2 separate regions of the Canis lupus genome follow, and region 2 is linked to region 1. The links are chromatin contacts, called in public Hi-C maps. All regions are on one chromosome and are shown on one strand. The core of a region is the stretch at or near the end of the contact, and the rest is flanking DNA. Distances in the headings are between cores, read along the strand shown. Region 1 holds the start of SSBP3 (single-stranded DNA-binding protein 3). Region 2 holds the start of MRPL37 (39S ribosomal protein L37, mitochondrial).

The links. A called contact is a pair of places that touch in the nucleus more often than the background predicts.
Region 2: a Hi-C map of blood shows a contact between it and region 1, with 2.0 times the contacts expected there. The contact joins the promoter of MRPL37 here to the promoter of SSBP3 in region 1. A contact is called at or near these places in 2 of 9 Hi-C or Micro-C datasets (both in blood).

Annotation. Positions count from the first base shown.
Region 1 is chr5:55,119,977-55,126,755 of UU_Cfam_GSD_1.0, forward strand. It overlaps SSBP3 (single-stranded DNA-binding protein 3), which reads left to right and starts at 3,634. Exons shown (of 16, transcript XM_038537457.1): 1 at 3,634-3,790; 2 at 4,700-4,772; 3 at 5,015-5,076. The coding sequence starts at 3,735.
Region 2 is chr5:55,303,135-55,309,770 of UU_Cfam_GSD_1.0, forward strand. It overlaps MRPL37 (39S ribosomal protein L37, mitochondrial), which reads right to left and starts at 2,111. Exons shown (of 7, transcript XM_038537450.1): 1 at 1,713-2,111. The coding sequence starts at 2,058. CYB5RL (NADH-cytochrome b5 reductase-like) reads left to right here and starts at 2,159. Exons shown (of 9, transcript XR_005359760.1): 1 at 2,159-2,314; 2 at 5,081-5,371; 3 at 6,280-6,428.

The sequences.
Region 1 (6,779 bases), core at 2,384-4,883:
GATGCTCAATAGATGTGTACTAAAAGAAGAGAAGGAAGATAGGGAGGGACAGAGAAAGGGAGGAAGAAAGAATGAAGGAGTCTGGGGTGGCTACGTGCAATGACCTGGTACATTCTGGGGACCAAAAGTATAGTAGTTCCAGGTGGCTGTGGTTTAGGTGGGTGGGGTTGGGAGAGGGGCCTTATCTAATCCCATTGTTGGCAGTATCCCTTTCTTATCTCCAGCTTGGGCCCAGAGCTACTTTGAGCATGAGACCATTTTTTCCTCTCCTGGTTCCCTAGCCCCTGGTATGCACACTGAATGTTGATAATGCACACAAGTATCGAACCTGCGCCGGGTGGTGGAGACACACCGATGACTCAGAGTTAGTTCCTCTCCCTGCCTGGTCTGGTAGAGGAGACAGACAGTAAACAACTGGCTACAACAATAGGCAGAATGAACAGAGAACCACTATGGAGGTTCAAGCAAAATGAGACCAAGCAGGGGGACAGAGGAGTTTTGCTCCAGGAGTGAAGAGCAAAGAGGTTTTGGAAGAGATGCACAGCGTAGGAGGCGATGTTAGCCTTCTATGGTCAAAGGGGGATGTTGAGTTAGAAGGCATTCAGGTAGAAATAGCAGGCCAAAAGATGTGTGGTCTAGGGAAGGTGGAGCTGGGGAGGGGGGTGTTCAGTGGGGGGAAAGGTGGGTTGCGGTTTTGAAGGCTGTTCTTGGGTGTTTGGACTGGTTTCTGATAGGACTGCATCTTGGATCATTGTATGCACACCTGGTTGGGGCTGCGGAGTGGTCCTGCTTTCAGGTGCCTGTCAACTCCCTTCTTTCTAGCAGGCTGGGGGGCTCCCTGTTTTTTCTCTCTGGGTCCTCTCACTGACTCTTTTAGCTTCATCACAAGCCTTCTGTGTCAAGGCCTAGCAAAGGGCAGACCACAAGGACAGAGTACCTGGCACAGGTTCCCTGAATGCCACTTCTCTTCTCCTGCTACATATGCTCCGGAAGAAGGTCTTTTATTCCAGGGTGGGGGTTGGGGGTGGGGAAAGAAAACTATAGAAGGGAAAAATCAGCATCCTAGAACATCAAATTCTCAAGAGAGATTAAAGATCTTCTAACCCTCCTTTCCCATTTGACAGGTGAGGAAAATGATGCCCAGACAGATAGATTTGCGGCGCAGTCCTGGTGCTGATAGGGCATGGCCAACTTGGTAGATGCTGCCATCATAGAGCTAGAGAAGGGCAGTGTTTTCCTTTAGCCAGGACCCGATGGATACTCACCATACTCGTAATTCGTGGGCCTTGCAGACCCAAGATGAGTCAGGCTTCTTGTGAGTCAGTCTGTTGACAAGCCATCCCTGGCCATTCCTAGCCCATCAAAAATAGAAGTCCAGGGGAAGGGGATGAACAGGCCAATTTAATTAGCGTGGGCTCTAAGGCACCTTAAGTTAGCCCTATTAAATTAAACCGCCTAGGGGAAAAAATAACTGTAATTATTTCCTTCTCTCCCCTATCGTTGTATTTCAACTCCCTCCCAACATCCATGCTTCTCATTCACAAAACAACCTCTCAACTAGGGGCTAGCCTACGAACAACCATAGACTGGGGTTCAGTATTTCCCTTTATCTGTCACCTTCCCCTGCGATCTCTAGGTCCCAGCAGAGAACAGAGTGCGTCCATTGGCATCCGTAGGGCCTGGCTGTATTCTAATTTAGGGAGACTGTTACACGGAGTAGAACATTATTCCAAAAATGCACCGAGTCTCCTTCCTGAACCAATGCAGATCGGTTTGCTGCGGGGCATTTCTTTCAAAAGCCCCTTTTCTCTTTCCAATAGATCAAAATAGGCAAACTTTAATGGTAGGAGATTATTCTTTATTTTGTAGAAATTTAGTTCTGAGTTTTCCTACTTGAAACGTGTTTTCCCCAGGACACTGACCTATCCTTTAATTGTTTGGTGCGAGGCATGTTAGGGGGAGGGGCGTTACTTGTTTATTGGAACAGCGCAGTTAAAAAAAAAAAAAAATCAACCTAGGCTAACAGTTTCAAGGCTCCCCTAAAGATGTATCCAAACAGGCAGCCAATCAGCGCTTACACAGCTTTTTCTGCTTGACTCTTTTAAAGAGACAGTGCCGACAATGTTTTATCACATTTAAAGAGAACCGCGCTCTAAACGCAGTCTGAAAATGGGGGAGTCTTCCCCTATTTCGCCGGATCCTGGTCTAATAAGGGACTCATCGTGTGTACTCGGGGTTCTCAGAGTGGGCAGAGAGGAGTCAGCGGCAAATAGCTGGGTCACTCTGCCACCCCCCCCCCCATTTCCCATTGTACACCTGGGTCACTGACAATGGAAGCTTCCCCTCCCCCCAAGTCTGACTCTCATCCCCCCCCACCTCCCCAATTTAGCTCCATTTATTTGAAGTTTGCAGATTCCTGTGGCGCGCATTCCACGTTGCAGGGCGCCCAGGTGACGCCCCCGTACCCCGCCCGCAGCGGCACGGTCTCCCGTGGAGAGGCCGACGGGCTAAGTTGCCAGCGCCGGCCGACCTGAGAAATTTGGGAGCTATCACTCTTCCCTTGTCTTAGCGCAAGTCCCCCGTCCCCTCCCCCAGGCTCCCCAAAGCACGCCAAGGACCTTCTTCGCGCGGCTCCACTTTGGGGCTTTCCGAAGTATTTTAATGATGTAGTAAAGGAGCCGCCGCGCGCCTCGGCGCCGGATCGAGCCGCCCAGCTCGCAGCGTGGAGCCCCGGGCCGGGCGCTCGGGCGGCGCACTGGGCAAGAGGGAGGGCCGGGGGCGGGGCGGCGGGGGAGCGGCCGGGAGTGTGGGGAGGGGGTCGGGGTCGGAACCCGGCGCGGGGGGCGGGGGGCGGGGGAGATAAGGGCCGGGCCGGGCCGGGCCGGGCCGGGCGGGGGGAGGCGAGGGGCCGATAAGGGAGAGGGACGTGGCGGGAGGGAGCCGGCGGCGCTCCGCTGGGGGGTCCGCGCCCCCTCCCCTCCGCCGCTGCCGCAGCGCCCCCCGCCCCCTCCGGCGGCCCCCGCCGCGGCCGGGCCCGGCCCCCTCCCCCTCCCCCTCGGCACCTACGGGGAGGGGAGGCGCGCGCCCCCGCCCCCGCCCCCGCGCCCCCCCGCGCCCCCCGGCGCCCCCCGGCGCCCCCCGGCGCGGCCGCAGCAGCAGGGGCCGCGGCTCGGCGGAGGCGGCCGCAGCGGGGACTGCCTGGGCCGGGCGCTGCCGGGGCGTCCCTCCCGGGCCGCCGGGCCCGCCCCCGCGCGCCGATTGGCCGGAGCGCCCGTCCGTCGCGGGCCGCCGCCGCCCGCCCCGCTTCCTCGCCCGGGCAGCCACGTTCGGTTGCGCTCCAAGTAGACCAGCGGCAGCGGCGGCGGCAGCGGTGCCGGAGGCGCGGAGGGCGGCGCAGGCGGAGCCGGGCGGGCGGGCGGCGGGCGAGCGAGCCGGCGGGCGGCGGGCGGCGGGCGAGCGGCGGCGGCGGCGGCGGCGGCGGCGGCGGCGGCGGCGGCAGCTCGGGCCGAGCCGGCGCGGGAGGAGTTCCAGGGCGATGGGGCCGCGGCCGGGGCTGACGCTTTGACAGCTGGAAAGAGCGCGGAGCCGGCGCCGGGGGGGAGGGAGGGGAGCGCGGCGAGGAGAGCGCGAGCGGGCGAGCGAGCGAGGCCGGGGAGGGGGCCGGGAGCGAGGGGGCAGCTCGGGAGCGGCGGCGGCGGCGGCGGCGGGGCTCGGCGCCCTCTTCCCTGCAGACCATGTTTGCCAAAGGCAAAGGCTCGGCGGTGCCCTCGGACGGGCAGGCTCGGGAAAAGTAAGCCCTGTTCTCCTCCAAGTGGCGGCCGCGCCGTCGCGGGGCTGCGGGCGGCGGGCGGGCGGCGGGCGGGCGGCAGGTGGGCGGCGGGCGGCGGGCGGCGGGCGGGCGGGGGTGCTGCGCCCCGGGGCCGGCGCCGTCCGCGGGCGGCGTGGGAGGGCGCCCATTGTTGGAGGCGCCGGGGGGGTCGGGCCGCCGGGGTGGGCGAGGTCCCGGGCGCGCGAGCCCGCACTTGGCCCGGCGGGGCGGGCAGGGGAGGGGGCGCGTGGCTCCGCGGCTCCCGCAGCCCGAAGGCTCCTTTTGTCCGCCCGCGGCGTGAGGAGTGCGTGCCGGGGGCTTTGTTCGGCCGGGAGCGCTCTCCGTGCCCGCCCTCGGCCTCGGGGCGCCGCGCTGGGCAGGGACGGCGGCGCCGGCTGGGCCCGGGGCTCGGGGGACCGTCGCCGCGAGGGGGCGGGGGAGGCGGGCGGTGGGCAGGGCAGGGCAGGGCAGGGCAGGGCAGGCGCGGTGCTGCCCCCTCCAGCGCGCGCCCCGCGCCCCGCGCCCCGCGGTCCGGGACCCGGTCTCCGCGGACGCTCCCCGGGCCGGGGCACACGGTGGCAGCCGGCGGGGTCGGCGGGGTCGGCGGGCTCGCGAGCTGGAGGCACCCGGCTGCGCTCGGCCCCGGTGCCGGCTGGAAGTTCAAGTTTGGGGGGCCGCTCTCTGCAGCCCTCGCGGCTCGGGGCGGCGCGTCCTCCGGTGCGCACCCCCGCCCCGGGGCGCCGACAGGCCGGCCGCCCTCCCTCCCTCCCGGCCCGGGCCCCTGGGGCAGGCAGCGCGGACGCGGCTAGGAGCCGGCTGGCGAGGTCCAGGGCGAGCGCCCCGGGCGACCTGACGCCTTCCCCCTTTCTGTGCCCCCTGCCCACCTTCCAGGTTAGCTTTATACGTCTACGAATATTTACTGCACGTAGGAGCACAGAAATCTGCACAGACCTTCTTGTCGGAGGTGAGTGCGACTGCCCCCCCACCCCATCATCCAATTTCTTGACACCCCCTCTTCCCCACTATTCTTAGAGCCTTTGTTTTCAGGAGCAGCCACTGTGGCCACCATTTTGAATTTTTATCACCTTTTGGCATTTATTGTTAGTTGGTCCTCACAGCCTTTTGGCTAATACCCCCCCCCCCCCAAGCCCCCAGCCCGCCCGTCCTCTCTGCCCCTCTAAGCGGTGTCTGCTCTCTGCTTTCCAGATTCGATGGGAAAAAAACATCACATTGGGAGAACCGCCTGGGTTTTTGCACTCGTGGTGGTGGTAAGTTTCTGTGGTAGTTTGTTTGGTTTTGTTCTGAGACCTGGGTCCCGGGTGAACAAAGACAGGAGGCCTGGAGCAGACCCCCCGTGTCTTAGCTCTCAGGCTTGGCACAGACCGGGGCACCTCTGGGCGCTCTGACCGGGGCTGGTGAAGGAGCAAAAGAAGACGGGAGGCTGGTGCCTAAAGTTTTTGCCTTCTCTTTGCCCTCCTCTTGAGAAACCTACTAAACCGTGTTTAGTGTTTACAAAGAAACTCCTCTACTTTTCTGTCTCTCTCTCTGGGGCACCAGGCAGGGGCTTGAGAAAACCTGGAAGGATTTTTTTTTTTTTTTTTTTTTTTGGTCAATTCTGCATGCTGCTTTAATTAGGGGGAGTTGGAGTGGGGGTGGGGTGGGGGGGATAGGATACCAGGTCTGTTTTACAACTGGCCTGTCCCTTCCTTTTTCTTCTGTGAGCTCAAACCTGGAGAGAGCAAAGCCGCTGGGGCCTTTCCCAGGCACCCTGAGGAAAAGCAAGAAGGGGCTGCCACTTCCTTTAGATACTGATTCAGACTGACTGGATCTTCCTCTCCTCTGTGGGCCCTCCTCCCCAGCCCCCTCCCCCCCAAGCATCCCTAAAACCACAAAGTTTCATTTTACTGAGAACCTTAACTGCTTGCTGTTGACCTGAAGGGAGTGCTTGTAGTTGGTAGTTCCTGGCTCTCTCTTATTTGTGGCAGGTAAGGAGGGAGGCTGAGGGTCAGCAGGAGTGAGTCGCTGTGAGCGTAAGACCTGGATGTTTTGCGGGACCGATTGGTGGAGTCTTTGACATCCTTTTGAAAGGGACAAGAAAGCAGAATGGCCTTTGATATTTTGGTGGAGTTCGGAAGGATCAGAGTGCCGAGTCTTGGGATCTTAGAGCGTTTACCTGACCACCGGTTCACGTTACTGTTCAAGTCTCTTTGAAATGCGGGGGGATGAAGTATCTGTTCAAACTCGCACAGAGAAAATGAGTTTTTAATTACTTCTGCCAACCTCAGAACTGCGGTGTTGTGGCCTCAGGATTCTACCTGTAGGAGCGGGGGATAGGTTTTCTGTGGGGGTGGTTTGCAGAGGTGGGTGTGCCCGACCGTCATGGTATTTTGCAGAATCTTGGGCTTTTGCGGAATCTTGGGCTTCGGAGTAAAAGTTCCTGAGAAGGGGTTGGGGAGTTGGTAGCGTTAGAAATCTTTAGTGTGCGGAGGAGTTAATCAAATATGTGCAGCTTCAAGGGGCAGAAAGGAATGTTTTTTAGCCTCCCTCTGCAGCTGCTGGAAGCCCCCGATTTTCTTGTTCTATCCGTTCTATCAACCCACCCCCTCCCCCCAGGTCTTCTCATGCATTGTCTCAGCTCCCCCTGAAAGAGAGGAGTCTGTTGTGCTGGACTTGAGCAGTGGTGGCTCTGAGTGGCTGTGTCTGTTGTCTTGTTGGTTAGAAGTTACTTTGTGCCACCCTGAGCAAATGACAGCTGAGGCTCTCCAGGTGGGAGGAAGGGGTGGCACTGATTCAGAGCCCATCAGGCCATGGAATTCAGACACCTTGAGTGAGATGGCTTGTCTGATGACTCGCAGAACTAGCTTGTTTGTGATGGGGACAGGAGCACTAGACCAGGCGTCAGACTTCTGCTCTGGTGCCCATTTCCTTCAAGTGGGTTTCCGGCCCTGGGCCTTAGGCTCCTGACCTGGTG
Region 2 (6,636 bases), core at 861-3,360, 180 kb after region 1:
AGGCTACTTGTGCCAACTGGGAAAACACCAGTTTCAGAGACTTATTTTCATTTGTAAAGCTATGCCTAGGATTAAATGGAGCCTAGGATACTTTGAAGGAGACTTTCTCAGGCAATTTACTTTGCGCTAATAAATGAAATGCTATGAGGACAGTAAGACTTCACTTTGAGACTTATAGGACCTGGGAAATACAAGCGTTTAGAACAGTACCTTCTGAATTTTGTGGTGCAGCAGAAAAAACATGGGACTGGAGTCAGAGTTTGAGTTCTACAATGCCACTTTTCCTTAAACTTGACAATGGATTAAAAAATTGAGATTTTTATGATTCACTATGTACATGAATAATATGTAATTATTAGAGCTGCCATTTACTGAGCATCACCACCTATCCTGTGCCAGGAACTTTATCTCTAAATCTGATGGGATTTTAATGGAACTGGAGGATGAAATTCAGAGACTTTGCTTCAAGTCACATACCCTGTAAGTGATGGTGTGGAGGAAAATCTGAGTCTGTCTGCCCTAAAGCCTGGTCATGTTACCAGGGTCACTTAAGGGTGGGACGCCTGGCTTGCTCAGTTGTTAAAGCATGGGACTCTTAGTCCCAGGATTGTGAGTTCAAGCCCCGTGCTGGGTGTGGAGCCTACTTAAAATAAATTTTAAAAAAAGGGGAGGGGGACGCCAAGTCTTGTGAGGTCCATTTCAGCATTCTGATAGGGCAATGGGAATGTTTAGATACCAGAAATTCAGCTTTTGGGAATGGGTTTGAGTGGCTTCAGAGGCTGGCCAGTTGACTTACTCCCCCCCCGGCAAATCTAGGATTTATTCTTTGGTTTAGTTTCCAAATCCTGCCAGGCGTCTTCCTTTCCTAATTACTCTTTGGAAAATAACTGCTCCCACTGACCCTGAGACTGTTTTGTGTTTTCAGAACCTGCTCTACTTCCACGTGATTAAGGGACTAGGGAAGAACAGCAAGAACAGGGAGAGACTCTCAACAAACGAGCCCCTCCCTCCCGCCTCCCCGGACTCTGGAAAATAACTTCTGGTTTTACTCTAGACACAGACTGGTTTTATTCGGCTCAGGCATTTTGACCTGCTCTTAGTGAAAGGGGTGCAGAAGCAGGCCAGATGGCTTTTAGGTCCAGACCCCTTCCTGGAAACATCTCAGTTTTGACCTCTGACAAAGGAGGGGGACCTAGGAGACGGGAGACAGAGCCCTGGCTTCACTATTAACCCAGAGCACGTGTGCCCACAAACCACGTCCCTCTCTGTCACCTTCACCAATCCTGCGAGAACAGGCCAGAGGCCAGGAGATTAAGCATGCTTTAGCCTCCCTCCATCTAATTCTTCGGTGTACAGGTACGTGTCAGGGCGTTAAGAGCTGGAAGGGTCAGTGTGGCCCACCTAGTCAGAACCCCGAGCTCCCAGAAGAGGCCGGCTCCCGAAGATTCAGCCACTTGCCCCGAATCACAGAGCTGGACGGCAGGAGCCGGGTCTGTTCCCTTGGCCCCTCCAGCTCTCTAATCCTGCCTCACACGGGAGCAGCGCTTCTCATCCCACTTGGGCTCGAAACCCTCAGAGGCCGTAATCACTACCCATTTCGCAGACGGAGAAACCGAGACCCACGAAGTTTCAAGGCCACAGGGGGCTGGGGCCAGTGCTGGGCGGAGGGACGGGGCACGAGGTCCCCTCCTGCCCGTCCTATAGGGCCTCACCCTCCAGGAGGCGGCAGCGCTGGTGGAAGACGTAGCAGACCCGATCCTTGTACAGCGGCTGCTCGTGAACCGGAGTCGGGCGGCGGAACTTTGGGTGCGTCCAACCAGGGTCCCAGGGCGGGAAGACCGGCCGCGCCAGGCCGGGCATGAAGTGCATCTTCCCCGCGTAGGTGATGGGCTCCAGTCCGGGGATGTCGTACACCCTGTTCAGGGGCCGAGGCTCGGGCTTCCGCGTGGAGCGCACGCCCCACTCGTACGCCCCGCGTGCCGGGGCCCCGCAGTCCCCGAGGCCGAGCCGCGCAGGGCGAACCAGCGCCCGCCTCGCGGGCCCCGACGCCAGCGCCATGCCAACTCGGTCCCCCTCACGCCCTCTACCTGGACGCCGCCATGTTCCCGCGCGCAAGGCCTGCTGGGAGCGAAAGGGGCGGGGCGCCAAGCCTCGTTTCGTGAGTGGCAGCCACTTCAACCAATCATAATCGAGACATCCTAGCCTTGCCCCACCCCACAGGCTATTTTCATTTTAGAGACCCTCCCTTCCCCCCGCCGCCTCCCTCGGGAGGGCGGCACCTGGAGGAAGCTCGAGGGGAGGCGCAGGTGTGGAGGTGAGTGGTCTTGGGATAGGCTGGGATAGGACTAGGGGTAGAACGCCAGTACTTCCGATCCCAACGTAGGGCAACCTGGGCAGTTGAAGTTTGGGTAGGGTACTTCCCTCCGAGCCCCTAAGTTAGAGCACCTGCGCAGCGCCCGGGCCGTGGGGGGTGCGCTCCCGTCTCCTTGCCTCACCACCCGCTGCTCGCCGCTGCCCCTCCCCGAGCCTGAGATGGCTGCATCCGACTGCACGCCCCTTCCCCAGCGTCAGGAGGGAGTTAGTTTCCCCCCTTTCCTCGGGGTTTACCTGTCCGCGTCCCAGAAGCAAGGCCAGAGCTGGGAAAAATGTTCCTTTGCTCCTTGCACCAACACCTGTTTTATCAACTGCTTGCAATGTGTTCGGCCCTGTGATGGGCATTTGGTTTGCGTTGGTGAATAAAACAGCTATGGAATGTAGAGTGCATGGGTAGAAAGCAAGTAAAGTCCACGAATAAGCCGTTGCAACTGGCAAATGTGTTTTCCATTCTTTTCCCCCAGTTATTTTTTCGTTTTTAGCATTTAACACTAAAGGCCAGGTTTTCCATTTTGATCTTGTCTCATGATGTCTCTCGCGCTAGAATGTAAACCCCATGAGCGCAAGGGGTTTTGCTTCTTCACTGCTCTGTCTCCTGCACCTAGCACAATGCCTAGCACTAACAAATATATGTTAAATGAATCAATACATAATAGAAACAAATAGGGTGCATGACAGAGAAGGAGAAGGAGGAGGGTCAAGGTGGACCTCTCAGAGGAGGTGACCTTTAAGGAAAAGCCCTGAAGGATGGAGAGAGTCATCCTACCAGAGGCAACAACGTGTCAAGTCCTAGCTTAAACATAGCGCTTCTTATACTGAAGAGGTAGAGGCTAGAAGGAGGCAGGAACCAAATTTTTTTTTTTTAAGATTTTATTATTTATTCACAAGAGACAGAGAGGCAGAGACACAGGCAGAGGGAGAGGCAGGCTCCATGCAGGGAGCCCAACGTGGAACTCAATCCCGGGACTCCAGGATCACGCCCTGGGCCAAAGGCAGGCTCTAAACCGCTGAGCCACCCAGGGATCCCAGGAACCAAATATTTAAAAGTTCATGAAGGACTTGGCCAACTTCTCTGCCAATTTCCAAAATATCAAAGAAGTAGGATAATTAAGACCCAGAGAAGGTAGGTTCAAGGCAAGTACTGATAGGAATAACCCTCACACTGTCTTGCAGATTACAGTTCACAGAGCTCTCTGTTCTCTCACTTATCTTGCAAAAACTGCAAGAGTTAAAAAAAAAAAAAAGCACGAAGAGGGTTCTAGACTTCATTCACTCACAATGCATCCCTGGTCCATAGCACAAAACAAAAATGGTTTGGATTGAGATAACCTCATGTTAGGCTGCAAGTTCTATAAAGGTAGAGAGCCCATGTCCTATTTACATCTTATGTCCCAACACCTAGCATTGTGGCTGGTCTGGCTCCGAGACCTTATCTGCAAACTAAATGAGCGCTCACCATTCACTGGAGCCTTCCGTATGCCAGGCTTGTGCTTGGTGGTGGAATACAGAAAGAATAAGACACCATCCTTGCCCTCAAGCCTGCTAAACCTTCTTGAAATCATAGAGTTCATGAGCAATAGAACCAAGTTTTCTGAAACCAAGCCCTTTCTAGTATAAGAAAAAGATGTATTGCACATGCACACAGAGGGACTGCCCTTCCAAAACTAAATGATAAGAGGTTTTGGACAAGTTCTGATCAGAAGGAGACTGGGGCACCAGGCAAGAAGATTAGATTGGAGCCAGTAGGCTATTGGGGAGCTGTTAAACGTTGCTAAGCGGGAGACTGTCATGATTAGAGCTGGTGGCAGATGTGCCAATGGATGGTGTAGGGAGAGACTGGAAGCACATCCTCTGGGATCATTGGAAGCTCCAGTGTAAATGGACATGGGAAGCAGGAAAAGTAGAAAAGGCCTTAAAGGTTAGGAATTGTGGGAAGTGATTGGTAACCAAGAAACAGGACCTCCCTGTCTTTTAGGAACTATGTGATCTTGTGTACATTATTACCGCCCCCCCGCCCCAGACCCCAGTTTTCCCATTTATAAAATGACATCTCTAGTACCAGCCTCATTATAAAGATTAAATGAAATGCAGCAATTTGGTGGGTGACTTACCTTGCTGAAAGAAACTAGACACAAAAGAATACATTGGTAGGATTCTGTTTACATAAAGGCAAGAGCCCGGCAAAGCTGAACTATAGTGATTAAATTTGTACACAAAGGTGGCAAAACCAAGGAAAAGCAAGGGAATGGTTATACCAAAGGTCAGGATTATGGTTACTTTATGGGGGATGGGAGGTGATCAGGAAGGGACACATAGGAGTGGCTTCTGGGTTGCTAGCAAGGTTCTTTGTACTTGACTACATGGTAGCTACAGAAGCGTTGTTTGCTAATCTTATTTCTAAATAATTTTATAATTATTAAATTACACTTAAATATTATATTTTATCATTTGAAATATTTTTTAAATTCATTATGGTTTTCTATGTTAAGTGCTTAATTCAGCACTCAAAGTCTGGGAAGAAATCAGGAAACTTTGGTTGCCAGCTCTGATTGTTGTGTCCCGTCTGCCTGCTTCCCCTGCCAGGCAGCCGATCTCAGGGTTGATTCATCCCTGTCCCACTGCTCACACAGAGTGTGACACCTGCAGGCCTCAGAATGGGAGAAATAGAGGTGACCAGAGTGTAACCCACATGTTTTCCTTCTCTCAGGCCAACAACAGAGGGTCTGGGCCTGTGGCCTCACAGAGTCAGATCTGTTCCGGGAGGAGCACCAATTGTCCCTCCCAGGCTGCTCAAGCCCCACTGATGACGGATGAGAATGAGGAGAATGATGATGAGGGAGCCTGGCTGCAGCTTCGGCCGGTGGAGCCCTTGCCCTCTCAATGCTGTGGCAGTGGCTGCTCACCTTGTGTGTTTGACCTCTATCACCGAGAGCTGGCAAGGTGGGAGGCAGCCCGAGCCAGCAAGGACAGGAGCCTTCTGAATGGGGAGGAGCCACAGGTGAGAGAGCACTGCTCCTCAGACAAGAAGGGCCAGGGTGGCAGTGTCAGCCTGGCCTCTGCCCTGCACAGTGCACCTGTGTGGGGAAGCTTTTCCTGACTCTGCACAGCAGAGAAAAAAGAGTGTGCTTAATAGAAGCAGACAGATCCAAGTTCAAAGCGTGACCCTGAATTGGGCATGGGGTCGTTCCAGGAGTGAATGAGGTTTGGGCATTTTACAGGAGAGAGATCTGTGAGTCATGACATTCAGAGAGGACTTCCTGAAGGAGGTGCGGGTGGCTGGAATGTTAAAGGCAGTGGGCTGAGACTTAGAAGACATGAATTTGAATTCCTGCTCAGGGATGACCTTGGACACGTAAGCCACTACCACTCAGGCCTCAGTTCTCAGTTTCCCCACATGGAAAATGAGAATATTGGATTAGATCATCTTAAGTTCCCATCAATTTCTAAATTTTGCAAATCTGGATTTTTGGCAGGTTTGAAGGATGAATAGATATTTCATACATTGGAGATGCATATTCTGCATAAGGGGCACAGCTTGAACAAATAAAAACTCCCAGATAGCAAGCAGGGAAAACAGAGACAAGTTTGGCATCTGATACATCGGAGAGAAAATGAAGCTTGAGGTTTGTCCACAGGCCCGTGGAGTATCCCTCTAAAGAGACTGCATGTTATCCTGTGGCTAAAGGAGCCACAGAAGGCTTCTGAGCAGGGGCAGCTCAGTATGAAAAGCTCAGGTCTTCTTAGATCAGAGCATGAAGGGGAGGGGAGGGGAGGGGAGACTACTCTCTACTATACAGAAAACTTTCAGGCAGAGATAAATAGCCTGTTCTGGGGGGCAGCAAGAAAGGAGCTTGTGGGTGCTTGTGTGTCTGTTGTGCCTAGCTGTTGGATATTTTCCTGTTGCAGAGCTGCCCATCTAGGCTGAGCCCAGAGACCTTCCTGGCTTTCCGCATCAGTGCCATGGACAGACTCACCGAGGACACTTACCGTGTTCGGTTTGCGGTCCCCAGGAACAGCCAGCTCGGCCTGCGGCCTGGCCAGCACCTCATCCTACGGTACACTCAGTGGGAGGGCCAGAGCTTTGCAGCCCCGCTTTGTCATTTGCTGGCTGTGTGGTCACAGGCAACTTGCTTCACTTTCCTTAAGCCTGCATTCATCACCTTTATTTGTTTTTTTTTAAAGATTTTATTCATTGATTCATGAGAGACAGAGAGAGAGAGAGAGAGAGAGAGAGAGGCAGAGACATAGAGGGAGAAGCAGGCT